2 separate regions of the Danio rerio genome follow, and region 2 is linked to region 1. Evidence: chromatin contacts called from public Hi-C data. All regions are on one chromosome and are shown on one strand. Each heading gives the region's core, a stretch centred on a gene start, on an enhancer-like site or on the middle of the called end of the contact. The rest is flanking DNA. Distances are from core to core; before and after follow the strand shown. Region 1 overlaps otud7b (OTU deubiquitinase 7B). Region 2 overlaps mtmr11 (myotubularin related protein 11).

The links. A called contact is a pair of places that touch in the nucleus more often than the background predicts.
Region 2: a contact with region 1 is called in a Hi-C map of embryo, with 2.1 times the contacts expected there. The contact joins two enhancer-like sites. A contact is called at or near these places in 2 of 18 Hi-C or Micro-C datasets (caudal fin and embryo).

What each region holds. Positions count from the first base shown.
Region 1 is chr16:50,447,635-50,452,776 of GRCz12tu, forward strand. It overlaps otud7b (OTU deubiquitinase 7B), which reads left to right. Exons shown (of 12, transcript NM_001077744.1): 12 at 1,903-4,054. The coding sequence ends at 3,366. Among named protein-coding and RNA genes, the nearest start is that of mtmr11, 20 kb to the right of the region's middle. Within about 2 kb of position 3,632, at least 3 of the 62 cell types and tissues checked have an H3K27ac peak or open chromatin away from gene starts, as enhancers often do.
Region 2 is chr16:50,550,847-50,556,057 of GRCz12tu, forward strand. It overlaps mtmr11 (myotubularin related protein 11), which reads left to right. Exons shown (of 17, transcript NM_001326441.1): 17 at 1-645. The coding sequence ends at 66. Among named protein-coding and RNA genes, the nearest start is that of sv2a, 28 kb to the right of the region's middle. Within about 2 kb of position 3,630, at least 4 of the 62 cell types and tissues checked have an H3K27ac peak or open chromatin away from gene starts, as enhancers often do.

The DNA.
Region 1 (5,142 bases), core at 2,382-4,881:
TGAAACTATTGTACTATATTGTACCAATATTATAACTGACTATTATTATGATCCTGAACTAGAATTATTCACTTTTAAATGATTTGTTTTAAATAGTAATCAAATATCAAAATGCAAATAATATTATTTCAGAAAAAAATGATACATTTGAGCAATTGTATGCATCAAATCGGAGTTTGCATGTTCTCCTTGTGTACGTGTGGGTTTTCTCTGGGTGCTCCGGTTTCCCCCACAAGTCCAAAGACATGTTGTACAAGTGAATTGAGTAGACTAAATTGTCCATAGTGTATGTGTGTGAATGAGTGAGTATGGATGTTTCCCTGTGATGGGTTGCGGCTGGAAGGGCATCCGCTGCATAAAACGTGCTGGATAAGTTGGCGGTTCATTCCGCTGTGGCTAACCCAGATTATTAAACAGACTAAGCCGAAAAAAAAAAAAAAATATGAGTATGCGTCAAATCTTTTTAAAATTAATTTATTTAATTTATGTTTTAGAAGAATCATCTTGTCTCCTTGAAAAATGATACAAATTTATCTCAATCTTAAGTCATTTTTATATTGTATTATCGCAGTATCATCTATAACGGGCATGACCAAACTCGAGCATTGTCCCAAATGGCACACTATGCACTTATGCACTATGTACTTATCAGAGCTGTGCATTGTCCTAAATGGCACACTATGCACTATGTACTTATCAGAGCTGTGCACAGGGGGGTGGCCCGGTGGCTAGAGCCACTGCCCCTCTGCCCTCATTGGCTGAGGTGCCCCTTCCCGCTCTTCACTATGCGATTGTGTTGAGCACCTGCCCCTGTAAAGGTCTGTGCACGGGCCTGGTACTTATGCACTTACACACTCAACAGTATTTTATTTGAATGTAGTGTCGTCACAAATGGAACTCTAATGTTTTTTTTGTTTTTTTTACTAAGCAGAAATTAAAACCGTTTCCCTGATGATGTTTTTACGGTCGCCAAATTTGAAAAGTGAAATGAATGATCACTCTCATAGGGGAATTTTGATTTCACAATCCAAAATAAATAATGAAATCCCATATAAGAGCCTGAAAGCTCTGCCCCTTCCACTACGTGAGCAAAGTTGCGGTTGTTGAGTGCGTGAAGTGTCCAACATTCCACACATTTTACTGGTTGAATAAGTCCATCATCCGGGTATTTAAAGTGCACTTGTTCTTTTTAGAGTTTTCAGTGTTCATCTGTGAATGAACGTCGCCTCGTGGTTCCATCCCAAAGAGGGAAGAAATCACTTTCGCTCACGCTCACGCTCAATCTGCCCAGTTGGTGGAATGAACTCCCTAACTGCATCAGAACAGCAGAGTCACTCGCTACTTTCAAGAAACGACTAAAAACTCAACTATTTAGTCTCCACTTCACTTCCTAATCTGCAATTGCCTCTCTGAATAGCACACTAACTGTACCCAAAAAAAAAAAAAAATTACTAATATTACCAATACTTCCCTTCTTAGACTTTACAGACCTGAAACTTGCCTATAGCACTTATTCATTGTTGCTCTTAATTGTGTAAATTGCTTCCTTGTCCTCATTTGTAAGTCGCTTTGGATAAAAGCGTCTGCTAAATGACTAAATGTAAAATGTAAATGTGAACGCACTACTTGCACCATGGGCGTAGAATAGTGCATAAATATGCGATTTGGAACACTACTTCGGTCTAGAAGGGCCAATGTCCTGCATATTTTAGTTTCAATCCCAATTAAACACACCCGAACCAGATAATAAAGATCTTTCTAGGTATACTAGAAACTTCCAAGCAGGTGTGTTGAAGGATCTTGGAGCTAAACTATGCAGGACACCGGCCCTCCAGGACCGAGTTTGGACACTCTTGATCTAGAACTTGTCTGACAGGTCTTTTTTGTTGTTTAAATTCACAGCAGGCTCCACTGGCACAGCCAGAGTCACCAACAGCATCTGCAGGAGAGGATGCCCGCACCCCACCAGACTCTGGAGAGTCTGATAAGGAGTCCGTTAGTAGCAGTTCCAATGGCAACGGTGACAGCAGTACTACTGGAACCAGTGGGACAACAGGCAAAACCAGTGGTGGATCTTCCAGTTCCTCAAGCTCATCCAGCAACAGTTCAGGAGGAACCACCGGCACAATAGGAAAGGAGAAGGGGAAGAAAGATAAAGAAAAGGATAAGGACAAAGACAAGAAGCGTGCAGACTCTGTTGCCAACAAACTGGGAAGCTTTGGCAAGAGTCTGGGCAGTAAGCTGAAGAAGAATGTGGGAGGCCTAATGCCAGGGAAGAATGCAAGTGGAACTGGAGGCAAACAAGAGGGTCAGGAGAAGAAGAAAGGCTCTCTGAGAGGCCGTAAGGGCAGTAAGGACAGCTCTCCTTCCATTCAAACTGGCTCCGAGGACTCTGGGAAAGGCTCACCCTCCTCAACCAGTGAGCGGCAAAATGGAGGCTACTCTTCGGAAAGTGACCCTTTCAAATACAGCTCGGATGTGAAAGTTAGTCTTAGCATCCTTCGATCTGCTATGCAAGGTGAAAGGAAGTATATCTTCTCTGCGCTCCTTACCACCAGCAACCGGCAGCCGTTCCAAGAAGAAATGATTCAGCGCTACCTGGTCGATGCAGAGGAACGCTTTCATGCAGAACAGGAACAGAGAAGGGAAGCGGAACGGAAAGCAGCAGGAGGTCTTGCCTCGACTACTGGACCCCAGATGAAGAAGGACGGACCTGAGCTGAGCTACAGAGGTTTTGAAAGCAAAGAGGAAGTTACCGATAGCTCGCCTCCGAATTTTAATGCGTTGAAATCATCCTCTTTCAGTCCTGTGATGTACTCTGGTGTGGTCCCAATCCCGAGGCACACCTTTATTGACCATTCTCCTTCCCCAATGACACAGCATCTCCATATGCATCATGGTTATATGGATACACGACGGCAACTGGCAGGAGGATCACCGTCATCTTACCCAGGCCTGCCATCTTATGCTACTCTCCCCAGACATTGCCCTCTAGCACAGGGCCCGCCTCATGCTCAGTACCACCCGCCCTCCGCCAGCTTGGGAAGCCCATCCCGTATCATCACCCCCTGCTTGACGTCTTTTCCTCAAGAGCATGACCCAACTGATTATCCAAGCGAACCCAGCGGAGCCTACACAAACGGATTGCGGGACTTGCGCTCTACTTTGGACAGTCGAAACGGGCCGATGCCCGTGAGGCATTACTCCTTAGGAAGTGCGGGTGGCCTGGCCAACCTGCAGTCCAGCAAATGCCGAACGCCTACGTGCAATTACTACGGCCACCCGGAGACAGGCAACTACTGCTCGTACTGCTACAGAGAGGAACTGAAGAGACGGGAAACAGAGCCAGCCATCCACAGGTTTTGAACAGACAACCGTTGGCCTGTTCCTCTCATAATGGACTCATTGGAGCCTACAGTGTGAGCCACATCATATCCTATTTGTGTGGATCTTGCTTTAAAACAATAGATCGGCCTTTCTGAACCAGGTTATTAGGACTCTGTGTCCACAAATTATGGCCATTGTGGATATGGGACTGCTGTTGTGTTACATTTGCTGTGGCTCATAGGCAGGAGCTTTAAGCTCCTCCCACATTAGCTTGATGTGGTCATCCTCTTACCTGTCTCTTTGTCTCCTCCTTGTGGTGAGAATGTAGAGTACAGGCAATAAACATTTGAGTGTAACGTGCGTCACACAAACACGCCGCATACCCTAAAATACACATTAAGCACAACCAGAAAACGCGTATTTATATCAGCTGCATTTGTATACAAAATAAGACATTTCATGTAGGATTTTAGCTGCAATCCATGTAAGACTTGCCATATTGCGAGTGTAAGGCAACGACACACTGTTAACTTCAAGTGAGTGTTATTCACATTAGCCCAACGCTACAGTACTTTAACTTGCACCCTTTGGAAAGCCATACCTGGTTGGCTTAAATGAGCTAATATGGTGCTTTTTATTGCTTGTTCAACTGACGGAGCTAAACCTTGACAGTCAAAGGTTTCGCTTGAGGTCTTCACATGTCCTTATTAAAAGTCCCAGTTGTTTATGTTCTATTAAGTGTTTCTAGAACATCTAAAAAAAAGTGCAAAACCTTTAAATTCAGCCAAGTGCATGTCCCCGGTTTAGGAAGATCAAATCTGATGTCAATTTTATTTGGGAAATGGTACATCATGCTGAAGTGTTATGTTGGTTAATAAATTAGTAGTAGGTACTCGCAGGTCAAAGGGGGATGATGCTGAAAACCGATTCAAATGTTACTGCTGCACCAGTTTCAGTGGTGTTCCTTTATGATATTGGGGTTAATACCTCAGCATCCCTCAAGTTCACTGGACATAGTAATATCCCTAGATGCATTTTCTCCCCCAGAACAGTCGCTGCACCTAATCAAGCACTTTTCTATTGTTCAGAGGTTGCGCGTGTGGATTTTTTTGAAATGAAATGGACTGTTATGTTGCTGTGCTTCTATTCTGCCACTTTGCTCCGTTTTAGAGGCAGAGCTTGCAGTTCCACTTCAATGGACTGCGGAGGTCAGGGTTCGGCTGTAGATGCCACTGTGTTGTGCGCAAGCTCACTTGTTTCCTAGTTGCCTTTTCAGTCTTAGTTCAGTCCTCCCCCGGGGGACTGTTGAACTGAATTTCCATTTTGTTTGGTTTTTTTGATTGATAGTGCTGATTATAGTGGTGTTGTTGACATTTACGGACGTAGAGGGATGCTAGCAGATCTCTCAATATCTGAATTATTATACGATGCACTCCGCGTCGAGATTTTATGACAAACTTGTGCTTTTAAAATCCTTTTACTGTTAACAGACAATAAAGCCAGCTAGAGGTTCAAGTCAGGCAGAAATGAAAAAAAAAAAAACGCTGTTGTTTACTCACTCCTGCATGTCGTTTCAAACTTGTTTAATAAGAAAATGAGAAAATAGGTCATTGGTTTCTATATAATGAAGGTAAATGCGGACCATAAAATATATATGGTACATTTAAATCCACTATGCGGTAGATAAAAGTGAGAATAGAAGTGATTATGCACAGAAAAGCTTGCCCTCATCTTGAGTATTAAGACAGTGGATTAAAAAAAAAAAGTGAATTTGACGTCTTGACAAAGTACATTTGGTTCTTGTATGTCTCGTAA
Region 2 (5,211 bases), core at 2,380-4,879, 100 kb after region 1:
TCGGGCCAGCGTTACATTCCTTCCCCTAGTGCCAAACTTCACAAACGCCCAGGAAACTCACAGTGATCTGTAGGTAGGAAGAAAACGGCTCCCTCTGCTGTTTGTGTTACTGAGATATAATACGGTACAAGAAACTACAAACAGGAGACCTGTGCTAATGTTAATGTTTGGGGTATATTTGTACTTTTTTTAAGCTTAGCATGGTTGCATTTATTTGATACGATTTTTACAAATGATGATAATGTTTTCTATTTGAATATTAATTCTAATATTAGTACTGATTTGTATTTGAATATAATTTAAGAATCTTTTCGTGGAATGCAAACTGAATTTCTCTCAGTATCATTTACTCCAGTCTATAGGGTCACATTATGCTGAAGAAGTCATTCCAACTATGCTGATTTGTTTGTTGCTGAAGAAAATTTTTCTCATAATAATCGATGGTAATAACCAGTTGTGCTGCTTGATATTTTGGGGAAAATTATACACTTTTTACAGGATACATTAGCCGCATTTTCACTGTCGGGCCCAGGAGCTTGAGCCGTGATGCCGAAATTAGGGCATGGCGATAATGTAAAGAAATTATCACGATATCATGTTTCAAACCATTCGAAATAGATAATTATTGAATATTTTTAACAAGGTATTTAGGATTTTTACCACATTTAACCACTTTATTTTAATTTACCAACATTACTAAGAGAAATAATTTTAATAGTCAAAAACAAAAATTTTTAAACTAAATATCTGATCTCGCTTTAATAAAATAAACAAGTGTTAAAGAGACTCCTAAACGATAAATAAAATATTACAAAGTGTGTGCAATGGTAAAGCGTAAATACTGAACAATCAAAGCAAACATTAGGGTGCGAATAATAATGAGACAGTAAACCTCAAACTCTGTCAACAGAAGAAATTATGATCATTAAATCTGAGCTTTCAAGTAAAGCTATCAGCCATCATTATTCAAATACATATTGCGACATTACAAATTAAAGTTGAATGACTACATTACCCCCTATGCTAAAAAACCTTTCAGATGTGGTGCTAGTGGCTGGGATGCACAATAAAAGAAACCAAAAAGCCCCTCTGGCGACATCCTTAAATCCTTTTTTATTTACGTCTTCACTGCTGCTATACGACACTCATTTTCGCATGTGTTGTTATTCTAGCCTGAAGTGACAAGGTCATGCGCGTGGATTCCTTGACCATTTACAATGGACTTTGTGCTCGCACTCCCCTGGTGTCTCTCGTAATTATGTGACCATCAACAATTTTCTCAGAGGATGACAAACGTACAAGTCATTGCTGAATCATTGCTTCCAAGTCGCTTTCTCAGCAGCCACATTTTAATAACTATAGCACCAAATATATTTCTAGCGTTCTTGACAATGGTTTTCAGTCAATAAATATCGATACCGATTTTATCGCCCAGCTTTAGCCGAAATCATGTTGCGTTTCCACTTTCAGGAGACTAGCTCGCAACGCAGCACGCAAACCCCACCCCATGAACATCCCCCAATTCAAACATCACACAAACCGCCCAGTTCAGCAAGAATCAGGCAGGTAAAGCACATCGCATCATCACGAAACGATTAAAATAGAGACAACCGAAGCTAACAAATAACACGATACTGTACATTATTACATTAAATGTCTATACACTCAGGCCTATGTATTTTCATTCATTATATTCGTTTTCTTGCTGAGTGACTGTTGGCATTGTGAATCAAGTGGTCTCGCCACTAACAGAGGGATGACCATCCATAATATAATCGCAAATAATATGCCGCATGTACTCGTGTGTGCGATTGGAATCTAGCATAGGGGCGGCACGCCATCTTTACCAGACTCGGGCAAACTCTGCCTATGCTTTTATTCCACTCCGAAGCCCCAGCTGGCCCTTTTTGGCCCAAGGTATTCGGCCGGCCGAGAAAGGCTGGTAGGAAGGCTCGCTTTGGCCTAATCAGGCCCCGGAAGTACTGTGGAAACGCAACTGACCCTGGCTCGCAATGTACGCTCGCTTTAGGCGCAATAGTGGAAACGGGGCTACTGATGAATGCAAAAATGGCCTTTATTTGGTATGATTTTATGGTACAGTAAAACATATCCGTAAATTAGCAGTTTTTCCGTATTTTGTGATTCATGTTTTTATTTTTTATGTTTATTTATGCTTGTGAATTGCATTGGGACCTTGATCTTTCTTCCAAGAACGTTTCGCCTTGACAAGTAGGAAAAGGTGACTTTTGTTAACATTTTTATTAGTTGAAAGTGATATATTGTCTGGCGTTGGTGTTATATATTACAGTACAAAAACCTGGTTATAAACTACCAGTACATTTTGTTATTTTACAGACTTATCTTTATATTATTTCTTATACATTATATTATTTCAAACTACTGAAATGTCAATCAAAATGTTAAACTGTTTAGAGATTTTCAACATCAAAAGTCGACAGAGCAGAGATCAAGATCACATGATGCAATTCACAACCGCAAATAAATGGAAAGCTGTTAATGCAGAAACAGTTAATTAACATATATATTTTTACAGTGTAGCTTTGAATTAATTCAGTGCATCTTTGCTAAATTAAAATAATAGTTTCTTGAAAAGAAAAACAAAAAAACTGACCCCAAATGTTTGAACAGCAATGTTTGTGTGTTTAAAAAAGTACTGACACTTTGTAAAAGCAGCTGTGCAATATTAGCACAACTTGAGTTAATTTAATTTAAATTGAAAGTGTTTTGGGGAGTTTTAAATGTGTATTTAACTAGAGAGTGTTGCTCATTTACATCATTTATTCCTTCTCATACTGTTACAAAAATGTATGACTTCATATTGTGGAACATGACAAAAATGTAAGTCACAGGTGTCAAAGTCAGCTCCTGTAGGGCCGCAGCTCTGCACAGTTTAGTTTTAACTCTAATTAAACACACCTGATCAAACTAATTGAGTGCTGTAGGTTTGTGTGATATGAACAACTATGTGTGTTGAAGCAGGGCTGCGGCCCTCCAGGAATTGAGTTTGACACCCCTGATTTAAATGAAATGAAGTATAAAACATCAAAAATAATTCCTAAAACAGTCAGAAACAGCTACATTTACATTGTTATGTGCTGCAACATGCCCTAATGTGTGTGAAAGAAAACATAAATAGCAATATATAATGAGTTGGCTTAAATTGAACCAAACCTGCCAAGTGTAAACGCACCATAAATGATTTCTTGAGTTAAACTGAAGTCATGTTTCTTTGCAGTGACACGAGGGTGATTTAATAATGATGGAATTTTCTCATAAAAAAATCCATTAGGTAAAACTAAAAAACATAGTAAATATGTCTTCATGAGAAATGTTACCTGTCTGAGGTCCATGCCAAAATACTGACTTGATAAATTCTGTGTTGGTCAAGAACCAGTTTTAGCTTTGATTAGTTTGTGCGTTTAATGTAGCAGTAGTTTATGGTACAGTACAGTAGAGTAGTTAAACAGTGATTTCTATTTAATCAAGCAAAAAAAAAAAAAAAAAAAAAAAAAAAAGAGGGGAAAATGGCTGCTATCGTGCTAATAATATAACAAGTGAGGTTCTGCAGTTCCCTGAGTGGCCACAAGATGGACGCATTATTATTTTAAGCCCAATGCTTTAGCCTCAGTGTTGAATGCAAATGAAGCATTCGGACGAAAACAAAATGCTGCCTCGCCTCTCAATATTCAAAGCAATGGCACAACGTTATGCATTTTTGTATTTTATTAAGTATTGATGCAATATAGGAGTAAAAACGGAAACTAGATGCAATGTCATTTATATTTCAAGCATTATTTATATACTGCCTTTGCTGATTTAGTGGATATGTAAGTGTTACTTCATCTTCAGTGTACAGTGATCATTTGTGATGATAGCGATCTCTTATTGTGAACAGTGGGACTCGGATGCTTGTATTGAATGATGTTGTATTTTCATTTGATATCTTTTCTCAGTTTTCATTTACTGTGTAGATTTAAGGGACTTACATTGTTTTCACTTACCTGTAGATTATTTGCATGATTTCTTTTGTAAGATTAATGGATTTTCTACTAATGTTCAGAAGTGCTCGTTCTTGTTAAAGAGTAGTTTACTCGAAATGAAAGCTCCGCCATTATTTTCTCATCTCGACGATGACGACGCATTCAACAAGAAATGTTACCGCTTTTATTTCTTTTAGGTGAACTATTCCTTGTAGGTTTGATGAAAAGGACTTGAACGCCTCTGTGATGTGGGTTACAAACTGCTTCAGAACTGTGAGACTTTTTCAGAAAAAAAGGTGTTATGCCACAGACGTCTGACAACAGTGACTTTCTAAAACTGAGAGAGAGAGTAGCTCCAGAGGCTTGTGTCCTACTTTTATTTCCCCTGCGGGGAAAAAGGTGCTGGCAACATTAACACAGGTACCGTTTTATCTTCTCCTTCGCATATCTATTGGAAGCCCATTGTGACTTGGCAATTCGGTGAGAAAAAGTCATAATTGTGAGCTAATAAATTATTACTTGTGGGATACTGTATAAAATTAGATTAGATTGAATTGCGGGATGTGAGTTCTGAGATCTTTTACATTCAAAATTGTGTTTGTAACTTGAATTTGCAAGATACTTTAGATTTTTGAGGGAAAGAACTCAGGATTTCACTTTTTACATATACAAATTTTAAGTTAAAGGCGAAATTGGAGATCTTGAAAATGCTAATGTTAGCCTGATAGCACTAAAAGCTTTCATCCCACTTTTCAAAGCTATACCTCCATAAACATGCATTAGACAACATCATCACTTCAATCCCAGAGAGCAAAATACACTCGGGCCAGGTCTGGCAATATTACCGCCAGCCAGAGACTTGCCACACGGGCCGCCTCATCACATCACATACATAACATGTTACATCCAGGACTTAATTTGTGCTGGAACAAGCCGGATCTGGAACCTCTGAAATCTGATCCGGCACCTCATTTTACTGATCCCCCTCTTCACACGGACACCCAATGTTCACTTTCTTCCGCCACTCCCCAAAATTCGTCCATGACCTCACAATTTACAGATATCACCAGAGACATGACTTTATAGTACAGGTAGTAATTTAAATACCAATTTAATAAAGAAAGTATGTTGTTGATGTTTACGGGCCATTCTCTGTCTGAACAAACGCCATCTCACAGCAATTTGTAAGTTTTTTTATTTAGTAGCTAAT